Regions from separate parts of the Mus musculus genome. Here region 1 is linked to region 2. A link is a contact called in public HiChIP or PLAC-seq data. All regions are on one chromosome and are shown on one strand. The core of a region is the stretch at or near the end of the contact, and the rest is flanking DNA. Distances in the headings are between cores, read along the strand shown.

What was found. HiChIP or PLAC-seq counts read pairs in DNA pulled down with a chosen protein or histone mark.
Region 1: an H3K4me3 HiChIP or PLAC-seq map of embryonic basal ganglia shows a contact between it and region 2, with 2.9 times the contacts expected there. The contact joins the enhancer-like site here to the promoter of Zmym6 in region 2. A contact is called at or near these places in 14 of 484 Hi-C or Micro-C datasets (CD8 T cells, the P5424 cell line, cerebellar granule neurons and 8 more), 15 of 115 datasets of contacts at active chromatin or transcription factors (astrocytes, embryonic basal ganglia, embryonic forebrain and 7 more) and 3 of 9 other capture datasets (adipose tissue, liver and pancreatic islet).

What each region holds. Positions count from the first base shown.
Region 1 is chr4:127,225,386-127,230,759 of GRCm38.p6, forward strand. All of the region lies in intron 8 of Dlgap3 (DLG associated protein 3), which reads left to right. Gm52707 (a long non-coding RNA gene) reads right to left here. Exons shown (of 3, transcript XR_003955281.1): 3 at 1-5,054. Among named protein-coding and RNA genes, the nearest start is that of Gm52707, 5.5 kb to the right of the region's middle. Within about 2 kb of position 2,601, at least 44 of the 459 cell types and tissues checked have an H3K27ac peak or open chromatin away from gene starts, as enhancers often do. A contact at or near this core is called in embryonic basal ganglia and embryonic forebrain, where this site is marked.
Region 2 is chr4:127,073,991-127,078,977 of GRCm38.p6, forward strand. Zmym6 (zinc finger, MYM-type 6) reads left to right here and starts at 3,393. Exons shown (of 14, transcript NM_001285885.1): 1 at 3,393-4,556. The coding sequence starts at 4,467.

The DNA.
Region 1 (5,374 bases), core at 1,351-3,850, 150 kb after region 2:
AATTTAAGACTGGTATAGCATTTTACCTTGCCTGTATTAGCCACCCCACCCCACCCCCCGTTACACTCGTTTGTCCTTCATCCTGGTCCCTTTTCTTTTTCTAAACTGTCTCCATTCTGATTTTGTGTCATATGTATCCATGTGTGTATGTATATATTTAAATCATGTTCCATATATGAGAGAATGTGGGATTTCACCTTTTTCTTTTTCTCTGGTTCATTGAGACAGGGTTTTTCTGTGTAGCCCTAGCTGTCCTGGAACTCACTTTGTAGAATAGGCTGGCCTCGAACTCACAGAGTTCTGCCTACATCTACCTGTACTTGGGACTAAAGGTGTGTGCCACCATAGCTGCCCAGCTTGGGATATTTGCCTTTTATTTCTACTATTCTTTCTTATTTCCTTGTTTTTCTTTCTTTAAATCCCTCCCCTGCCTCTCCCCTACATAGTTTCCCTTCTACCCCCTTGTCTCCATCTCTCTGTCTCTGTCTCTCTCTGCTTCTGTCTCTCTGTGTCTGTCTGTCTGTCTGTCTGTCTGTCTCCCTCTCTCTGTGTCACACACACACACACACACACACACACACACACACACACACCCCTAGATTCTGCATCTGAAAAAAACAGAGCTATTTTGTGAGTCTGACTTATTTTGCGAGTCTGATTTATTTGGCTTAACATGATGATGTCCCTCTCCTGTAAATGTCACAATTTCACTCTTCTTCATGACTGTCCAGAGAGGTTCTTAACTGACCCTGTGATGTCTAAGTCTGTCTTGCTGCATCCTGGCTTGAAGTCTTGGCTGCTCTCTCAGAGACGAGCTACTTCTCCAGAGACTGGTGCGCTGACATGTCCCCATTCCCCCTCCCCTGCCCACTCCTCTCCCACCCCCGACTTCCTGCTGCCAAACACTCCTGGCAAAACCCTTGCCAGTTTGTGGGTACTGAATGTTCCCTGAATACTATGTCTCTTGGGGTAATCCAATTTCTGTCCAGAGAGCCACAGAAGGGACAACTCCCTGAAGTAGCCATGATAACGATTTCCAGGCTTCAGTTCCACATGAGTGGAAAATGACAGCAGAAGCCAGTTCCTACCTGGTGCTTACAGCTGCTGAAGACCACAGCCATGACTATCAAAGTCCAAACCCAAATGGGGATGTAAGTTCTGCATTTCAAGACCTTGAAAATTCATACTATTTCTAGGATTAGGTTTGGGCATGAATTATAGAAAATCCATGAAAGACAGCGACTTCCATAAGGCAGAAGTTGCTTGCTTGCTTACTTGCTTAGGTATCCACAGGGTCAGAGCCCAGGCTGTTTCTGGCATATTCCTTTCTCCACATGGTAGCTCATGTTCTAAAATAGTCCCTTGAGGTCTAGTCATTGAGTCTACATTATAGTCATTAAGGAGAAGGAAGGCAACAACAACAAAAAGGTTATAATAACCTCCCCCTCCCCGCACACTGTGTGTGTGTGTGTGTGTGTGTGTGTGTGTGTGTGTGTGTGTAGGTTAGAGGATGGCTTGTGAGTTGGTTCTCTCCTTCCACTGCATGAGGCTCAGAGACGGAACTCCTACGGTTGGGCATGGTGCAGGTTCCTTTACCCACCGAGCCATCCTGCTGCCCTTTACCCTACTTTTAACCACACTTTCCTTATTATGGCCTTGTGCACGTTAGGCAAAGTTCTCTCCCACTGAACTACATGCCCAGCCCAACACTTTGTTTCGAAGAACACTTTCTAGAAGTTGGACATAATAGTTCTGCTCACATCCCATGGGCTAGAACTTTGCCGCACCATGTAAGTGATGAGGGAGCTTGGGAAATGAATTGTTATCCCAAGAGGCCACCTGTCCAGCTTAAAATCATGGGATCCTGTTACTGAGGAAGAGAGGGAGAATAGACGTTGGGGATAATTAGTACTCCCCACACCCTAGCAGCCAACCAACCCATCAGCCGCCCAGCCAACATTGATGTTTGAGGAACTGCTCTATTTAGTGAGAGAGACGGATATGCAAATAACGGACTCGGGTGCCATGTGACAGGGAGGATAAAGGAGGTTTTGTTCCGAGGGCTGCGGGAGAACAGATGGAAATGATCAACAGCAATCAGAATAATTAATGACTACAATGCCCGAGCTGGGGCCCACAGCACTACGCTGGGCTATTGTGTTCCGCAGGCTCCTTTTCTCCGCAGCAGCGAGAGCCACAAACTTCCCTGCATCTCCACAATGGCTCGCACAATGGCGGGCCAGGTGCTGGCCCTTCTTCCCATCCATTATCTCGCAGCACCCTAGAGCTGCTACTGCTGTCAATCTCACTTAAACGATGACAGGCTCCAGCCGTCCAGCTGGCTTTGGAGCCGGGCAGTCTGGCTCTAGAGCACCCAGATTTAACCCCTCCAGCTGACACCCCCAGCCCCAAAAGCTCACTCTCCTCCCTCTTCTGACCCCCCCCCCAAAATCCCCAGCAGGTAGCTTCCTCACACACTTCATTGTGATGACCGCAGCCATCTTCCAGGACTTGTGTCCACGTCCACACTAGCGCCTACCTTGCTTGTACCTCTTCTCTCTTCTTAGCCATCAGCCCTGCCTCCATGGTCAGGCAACTGATTGCTGCTCTCTTCCTAAGTATAGGGTAGCCTGGGGTGGGGTGCAGTGACCTGAGGTGGCCTCTGCATGGATTGGGTCACTGTCCCATCTCAGGAAATCACTTTGCCTGTTAAGGGTAGCTTTTCTCATCTGTGAGTAGGGATGGTGCTGACACCCTGATGCTTGGCCTGATTGTAAATTCGCTCCCACTGAACTACTGATTAATTTAGCACATACTAAGTGCTCAGAAAATGTTAATTGTTATCCTCCCCAACTTGGACTGTTTCTCTTCTCTGAGTCATTCGATTTATCTTTACCCATTGTGTTTGTTCCCCATCCCTGCCATGATAGGTGATGATAAAATTATATATATAATGCAATGTAATATATAATATAATTTATATTATATCTACAATGCCTATAATATCTATCTGTGCCTATATCTAGATATCCTACATTTCTGGGGCTCAGAAGTTGTTCCTAGATTTACCTGGGCTAACATCAAAGTGTTAGCAATACAATGTCCCTTCTAGAGGATCAAGAAAGAAGCCATTTTGATGCTTTTTACTGTTTATTCTCCTCTTTATTTTTGTGATGTTGGAGACTGAACCCCGAGCTTCACACGTGTGCATGTGAGGCAAGAAGTCTTCCCCTGAGCCATATACCAGACCTCCATTTATCTCCTTCCTGCGGTTTTCTTTCTCCATCTCCTTCCTGCCCTTCCTCTCTTATTTAAAATGACCCATGTGATTAATCTGCACCCATCTGGCACATCTCTCTCCTCTCGTTGCTGTTATAAAGTATCTATTAAAGCAACTTAAGGAAGGAAGCGTTCTCTGTGATTAGGGGACATGGTCCTTTAAGGCAGGGAAGGCAGACAGCAGGGGCCTGAGGCGACTGGCCACACTGCATCCACAGTCAGGAAGCCAAGAGACGAATGCCCAAAATAACAAGATGCCTAACCGGCTTTCAGTTTGCTTAGGATGGCACTGTCCTTCCTCAGTGAGACACCTCCAGAAGTGGCCTCACTGGCGTGCCCAGGGGTATTCGTCCTGAGTGAGTCTGAAACCCAGACAGTTGACTCTTATCATCAAATCCGGATAATCTAAGATACTCATCTCATCTCAGGAGCCTGAACCTGGGCAAGTCCACAAAACCCCCTTTGCCATGGAAGGTAGTCTACCTGCCAGGGACTAAGAAAGGGACCTCTTGGGGCTAGAGAGGTGGCTCAGTGGTTAAGAGCACTGACTGTTCTTCCAGGTTCAATTCCCAGCACCCATGTGGAAGCTCAAAATTGTCTGTAACTCCAGGGGCTCCAATATCCCCACACAGACCTACATGCAGGCAAAACACTGATGCACAAACCCCTTCCCTCCAGGATGTCTACAGAGAGCCCCACAAAGCAAGCTCTCCTCCTTCGATGGACATCCCTCTTACTGCTGCCAGCTTCTCAGAGACAATCTTCGATGAGCTTGTTTTATAATTAGTTTCCCCTACCTCCTGGCAGCCGATGCAGCCCACACTGGCTCCCACATCCCACTGAACCTGCTCTGGCTGTGGCCAGCAGAGCCTTGGCTAACCTTTGTTTCCAATCAGCTGCTTACCCTTGCTGGAAGCTTCTGGAGGCCTTCCTCCCCTCTGTCTGCCTTTACATACTCCTCCTGGCTTAGTGGGGTTTTTGTTGTTTTGTTTTTTTCTGAAATTACATTTATCTATATGTATGTATACACACACATATGCACGTGCATGTGAACCTATGCACCATGGAATGCCAGAGGAGGACTTGAAGGAGTTGATTCTCTTCTTACACTCTGCGGGACCTGGGGGTTTGAACTCAGGTTCTATGGCTTGGCAGCAAACACTTTCACCTACTGAGCCATCTCAGTTTCTCCTGACTCTGCCCCCTCCCTATCCTCTCTGGGTCATTCTTGCTATGTATTGTACTGTGTTCACCTACCTGTGAAGTGTCCAGGTGTCCTTGGGGTTTTAGATGCAATGTTCTCTTATTATGATCTGGTCCCACACTAATGCCTAGTTCTCAAGGATGGCTGGCTCCTGCCTGTCCTGTGCACTTTTAGCTGGGGATGATATCTGAGGGCCATGCTTCACCGAGCACAGTAGCTTCTCAGCTCCCTCAGCCTACCTTGGGATATATGGGTTGAGATGGTTTCCTGAGGAGGGGGGCTTAGACCCACAAAGCCTAGTGTATTTGGTGTTTCTGTCCTAGATAGTGTGGAGTCCGATGAGTGGAATCCTTTCAGGACTTCCCAGAGGTCAGATGAAGGCGTCAGACCAGTGGAGCCCAAGAGCATAGTGTGTTGAATGGGGAATGACCTTCCAGAGGCAACTTCAAGGAGGAAAACTTTACTTTGGGTTGGAGTTTCAGAGAGTGCAGGCTGTCACTGGGGGCAGGCATGATGACAGGAGTCTGTGGCTTGTTCCTTTATTGCAGATCAGGGAGCGGAGAGCCCAGGCCTGTATCAGAAATAGAACAGATAGTCCTCAAGGCCCACGGTGCAGTAGCCCATTTCTGCCACTTAGGTCCCAGGTCTCAAAACTTCCACCACCTCCCAAACATTGTCCACAGTTGGGGACCAATTGTTCGTACACAAGAGCCTGTGGGGTTGTTTAGGACTCAAAACTCTTATAGCAGGAGCCAGCCAGTGGTGGCACACACCTTTAATCCCAGCACTAGGGAGGCAGAAGCAGGTGGATCTTTGAGGCCAGCCTGGTCTACAGAGTGAATTCCAGGACAGCCAGAGCTACACAGAGAAACTTTGTCTCAAAAAAAAAAA
Region 2 (4,987 bases), core at 2,143-4,642:
AAAATTTTAAAATTCATCTTTTATTTGTTTGTTTATTTATTTATTTATTTATTTATTTGAGGCAGGGTTTCTCTGTATAGCCCTGGCTGTCCTGGAACTCACTCTGTAGACCAGGCTGGCCTTGAACTCAGAAATCCGCCTGCCTCTGCCCCCCAAGTGCTGTGACTAAAGGCGTGGGCTACTACTGCCCGGCTTCTTTCTTTTTTTAAAGAGGGTTTTGTTTCTGTCTCTGGACTCTTGACTTCATACACCCCCAGACAATTTTATATAACAAATGCCTTAACCTTGTAATCAAGGATCTCTCTCTCTCTCTCTCTCTCTCTCTCTCTCTCTAATGACTTACAGGTTGTGGCCCAGCTAATCTAACAACAGTTGCCTATGAACTAAAGGTCCAAGAATCCAGTAGTCATTTGATCTACAAGGCTGGATGTCTCAGATAGTCTTCCAAATATGCTGGAATCTAGAAGTAGTAAGCTCTAAATGCCAGTGTAGGGATGGACTTACTATTGAGGCAAAAGTAGGCAGGCAAAGAGCAAGGTTTCCTTCTTCTTTGTCATTACATAGGCTTCCAACAGAAGGTATGGCCCACAGTAGAGGCTTATCTTCCCACTTCAAAAAATTCAGAATTAAGGGTGTATTTTCCCAGATTATAAATGGATCCAGATTATAAGCAGATCTTTCCACTTCAAATTAAGCAAAAATCCCTCACAATTGTGCCCCAGTTTTTGGTTGTTTTGTTTTATTTCTGTTAATTCCAGATGTAGACAAGTTGAAAAGCACGAATAGCCACTACAGGTTTCTTCTTTAATTGCTTCTATACCTAATTTCTTGAGATAGGGTTTCTCACTGAACCAAGGATCCTCCTGTGTGTACACTCTCAGTGATAGGATATGGGGTATATGCTGCCACACCCAGATTTTATGTGCATTCTGAGAGTCTGAGCACAAGTCTTTATGCTTACATAGTAAGCACTTTACTAACTAAGCCATCTGCCCACTGAAGTCTGCTAGATTTAAACATTTTTTTTTAATTTTAAGTTTATGAATCTTCTGTCTGCAAGTTTATCTGTGTACCATGTGTGTGTCTGTTGCCCTCAGATGTCAGAAGAGGGCACTGTGTCCCCAGAAACGGGAGTTACAGGTGCTTGAAAGCTGCCATGTTGGTCCTGGTAACAGATCCCAGGTCTTCTGCAAGAATAAATGCTCTTAATTGCTGAGCCATCTCTCTAGCTCCTCTACTAGTCTTTGCCAGCTTCTTTCTGTAGGTAGAAAACTGAAGACTCATGGATTTTTTTCATCATAGCATTTCATGTAGTTCAAGCTGCCTTCAGACTTGTTATTTAGCTAAGGATAGCCCTGCTGTCTTCTGAGTGCTGAGATTGCAGGCACTCACCACCTCAGTTCAGAGGTTTAAAAATTTGAACCGGTTTTAAAGCAAATGTTTTATTTTAGAAAAACTCAATCAGTCAGGCCGTGATGATACATGTCTTTATTCCCAGCACTTGAGAGGTAAAGGCAGGTGAATGCCAACTGACTACAGAGTGAGTTCTAGGACAGCAGGGCTACACAGTATAACCATGTCTCAAAAAACCAAACCAAAACCCGGGTGTGGTGGCGCATGCCTTTAATCCCAGCACTCGGGAGGCAGAGGCAGAGGCAGGTGGATTTCTGAGTTCGAGGCCAGCCTGGTCTACAAAGTGAGTTCCAGGACAGCCAGGGCTATACAGAGAAACCCTGTCTCGAAAAACCAAAAAAAAAAAAAAAAAAAAAAAAAAAAAAAAACCAAACCTCATCAATCATACAGAGAAGATATTTTTAAAACATGAATTTAGTAACATTATACACACACACACACACACACACACACACACACATATATATATATATACTTGGTTTTTCAAGGCAGGGTTTCTCTGTGTAGCCCTGGCTGACCTGGAACTCATTCTGTAGACCAGGCTGGCCTCGAACTCAGAAATTTGCCTGCCTCTGCCTCCCAAGTGCTGGGATTAAAGGCTTGCACCACCATGCCCGGCAATAACGCTTTGATATTTAGTCCATTTTCTTCAGGGATATGGGACATGAGATGACACCCATGCTGCAGAAGATAAGCCCATGCACATGCAGACATCACTAAGTGGACCAAGTGGGTTTGAAAAGGCAGAGTGAATGGCAGGGGACAGGGGAAGGGATTTGATCAAAGCACATATGCATGCATAAAATTATCAAATAATAGAAAACAAAAACATACATTTTAAATAGAAACTATGTGTACTGTCTCTAATATTTGATTATAATTTATAATACCATGTATGGGTAGATTTCCTCTGGTGTTTTCACACAATTTTGTTTTGGTTGACCCTTCTCCTCAAATCAGAATCCTCCTGTTCCCATGCCCTTTAGTATCTTTCGTGCTCAGCCTTCTCTCATTTTAGATCTTTGCCCCTTAAGTGCTGGAGTCCAGCTCCAGTGGGGTTCAGGTTCACATGTGATGATTAATCTTATTAAATTGATGGGATTTAGAATCAACTTGGGGACAGGTATCTGAGTTTGTCTGTGAGGGATTTTCTTGGTTTATTGAGCTATGAGACTTTGTCCTGACTATAGGCCAAAAAAGAGAAAGATGGTTGAGCGCTAGTCATCTTTCTCCTATGTTCCTCAACTGTGATGCACATTAAAAAATGGAGAAGGGCATATACAGCTCCATCTAACACTTCTGAGCTTTGACATTCCTCCATTTCTCCTTCCAGCTTTTTCTTTTCTTTTTTTAAAGATTTTATTTATTTTATGTATATGAGTACACTGTAGCTGTCTTTAGACACACCAGATGAGGGTATTGGATTCCATTACAGATGGTTGTGAGCCACCATGTGGTTGCTGGGAATTGAACTCAGGACCTCTGGAAGAGCAGTCAGTGCTCTTAACCACTGGGCCAACTCTACAGCCCTCCAGTTTTTTTTTTCCACAGCCCTGTCTCTTTAAGAAGTCAATCATATCGGAAGTGAGAATGCTGGGACGGCTAGGTCTAGGGCATGATGGGAATAGAGGGCGGGAATGAAGGCCGGGAACGTCCAATTACCTCAGGTCTAGCGCATAAATAGGAGTGCGCACGCGCAGTTGTCAAGGCGTTGCGTTGCCATTCCTCAGGCGATTCCAGTAAAGTAATTTGTCATGGTCCCCACCTGAGACCTTGAATGCTTTTGTGCATTCTCCGACTGGCGTCTCATTGGAGGCGGGTGTCCTACCGGGCTAGAGAAAGCCGCTCAGGCCTGTGGGCTTGTGAGGGGGCAACGTACCACGTGCCCAAACGGGGCGTGGCCCTCCACGTGACTAGGCGCCGCAGGAAGTTCTGGGTAACCTCACGTGACAGGACCGTCCCCTTCTGGCGGGGGCGGAGTGGCAGCTCATCACGTGACCGGCGGCGGGCTGCGCCGCGGTGGTGCCGTAGCATCCTCAGGCTCGCTGCAGTTGGCGGCTCGCGCGCTCCGTTGGAGACTGAGTTCCTCCTCTGGCCTTTGGGGGACAGGCTGGGGAATTCTGGTTGCGAACGGGAACGCCGGAGAGCTTGCGACATTCAGAGGAGGGATACGCGCCTGTAGAGTGTTACAACTGTGGCAAGTGGTGGAAAGTTCTCGACCCGGCTTCGCAACAGGGTTTTAAAAAACCTGTTGTTTCTATGGCTGGCTGGAATTGATGACAGGCCTTTTGCGAGGGTTTCCTTTATAGCTTGGCTTACATTTGTACTACCGTTTGGGAATCTGAAGAGAGCCCAGACAGGGGTTTCTAGCAGCCATTCTCAACCCTCACAGGGTCGCATATCAAATATTTACATTACAATTCGCAATTAGCAAAATTACAGTTATGACGGAGCCACGAAATAATTTTATAGTTGGGGGTCGCCACATTAACCGAGTTTATGAATGTTGAGAATCACTGGTTTATAGGAAGACGTTAGGGGGAGTTGCCTCCAGAATGACCAGTTGGCCCACCTCTAAATGGGAACCTAGCGTTCTAGTTGTGATGACGTCTGAGGCTCTGAAGTGGCTTTAGGATGAGAAATCGGTTCTTATTGTTAGTGCAGGCTGAGGTAGAGGCAAAGGTGAGGCCTCACTTGGAGCAGACATGAGTCACATGTCAGTGTCCACACAATCAGAAATTAAGTACTGAGTCCAGCTGTCCACTTGCTAGGGTCCTCCTGTGGCGTGTTCAGCCAGTCTGTATCGCAACAACCTCCAATATAGTGAAGACCATAGTGCTTGTCTAAGACTTTTCTCATTGGAAGGTAGCTAATCCAGGAGCAAAAAGAACAGTTAGTCCTAGTCCCAGAAGGGTGTTGCTCAAATGCTCGATCCTGAAGCTATTAACATGTTAGTATGAAGGAAAACAAAACCCAAGTACCAATCCTTTATATTATGTTTTAGGCGTCATCTTAGTTTTAGATGGGATAAGAACTCGGCATAAGCACTTAGAATGAAAGAACCTTTGGATGGTGGATGTGACAAAGCAATGGCACAACAAGGGCTTCTGGACAGAATTAAAGAAGAACCTGATGATGCTCATGTAAGCATTTTCTTTTGACTTTCAAAATACTAAAAATTATTAGCGTTAGAATTGGTATTATTCCGGAGAATTGGAAATGAATGGTACTCAATGGTTGCTGGTTTATACGTTGATACAACCCAACTGATTAATTTTTTTCATGCGTTAGGTGAGTCCTATGGAGGCTGGGGGATATACGATTAAGTAGTAGAGTATATTCCCAGTGCTGTGAGTGCGCAATTGTCAGTGCTAGTCCAAAATGAATGGAGCCTCCAAACTTTATTCATTGGAAACTTACTCCTGCTTCAGCGTGATTGCTGGAGGGTGACCCTGAGAGGTAAAGATCCAAGTACAGGCTCTGTCATTACCAGGAGTGGCTTGGTTTTAAAAGCCAGTTGGGCATTTTGCTTGCTGTCTTGTTCTTTCTTGGGCACTCTCCTACCCTTTGCTAC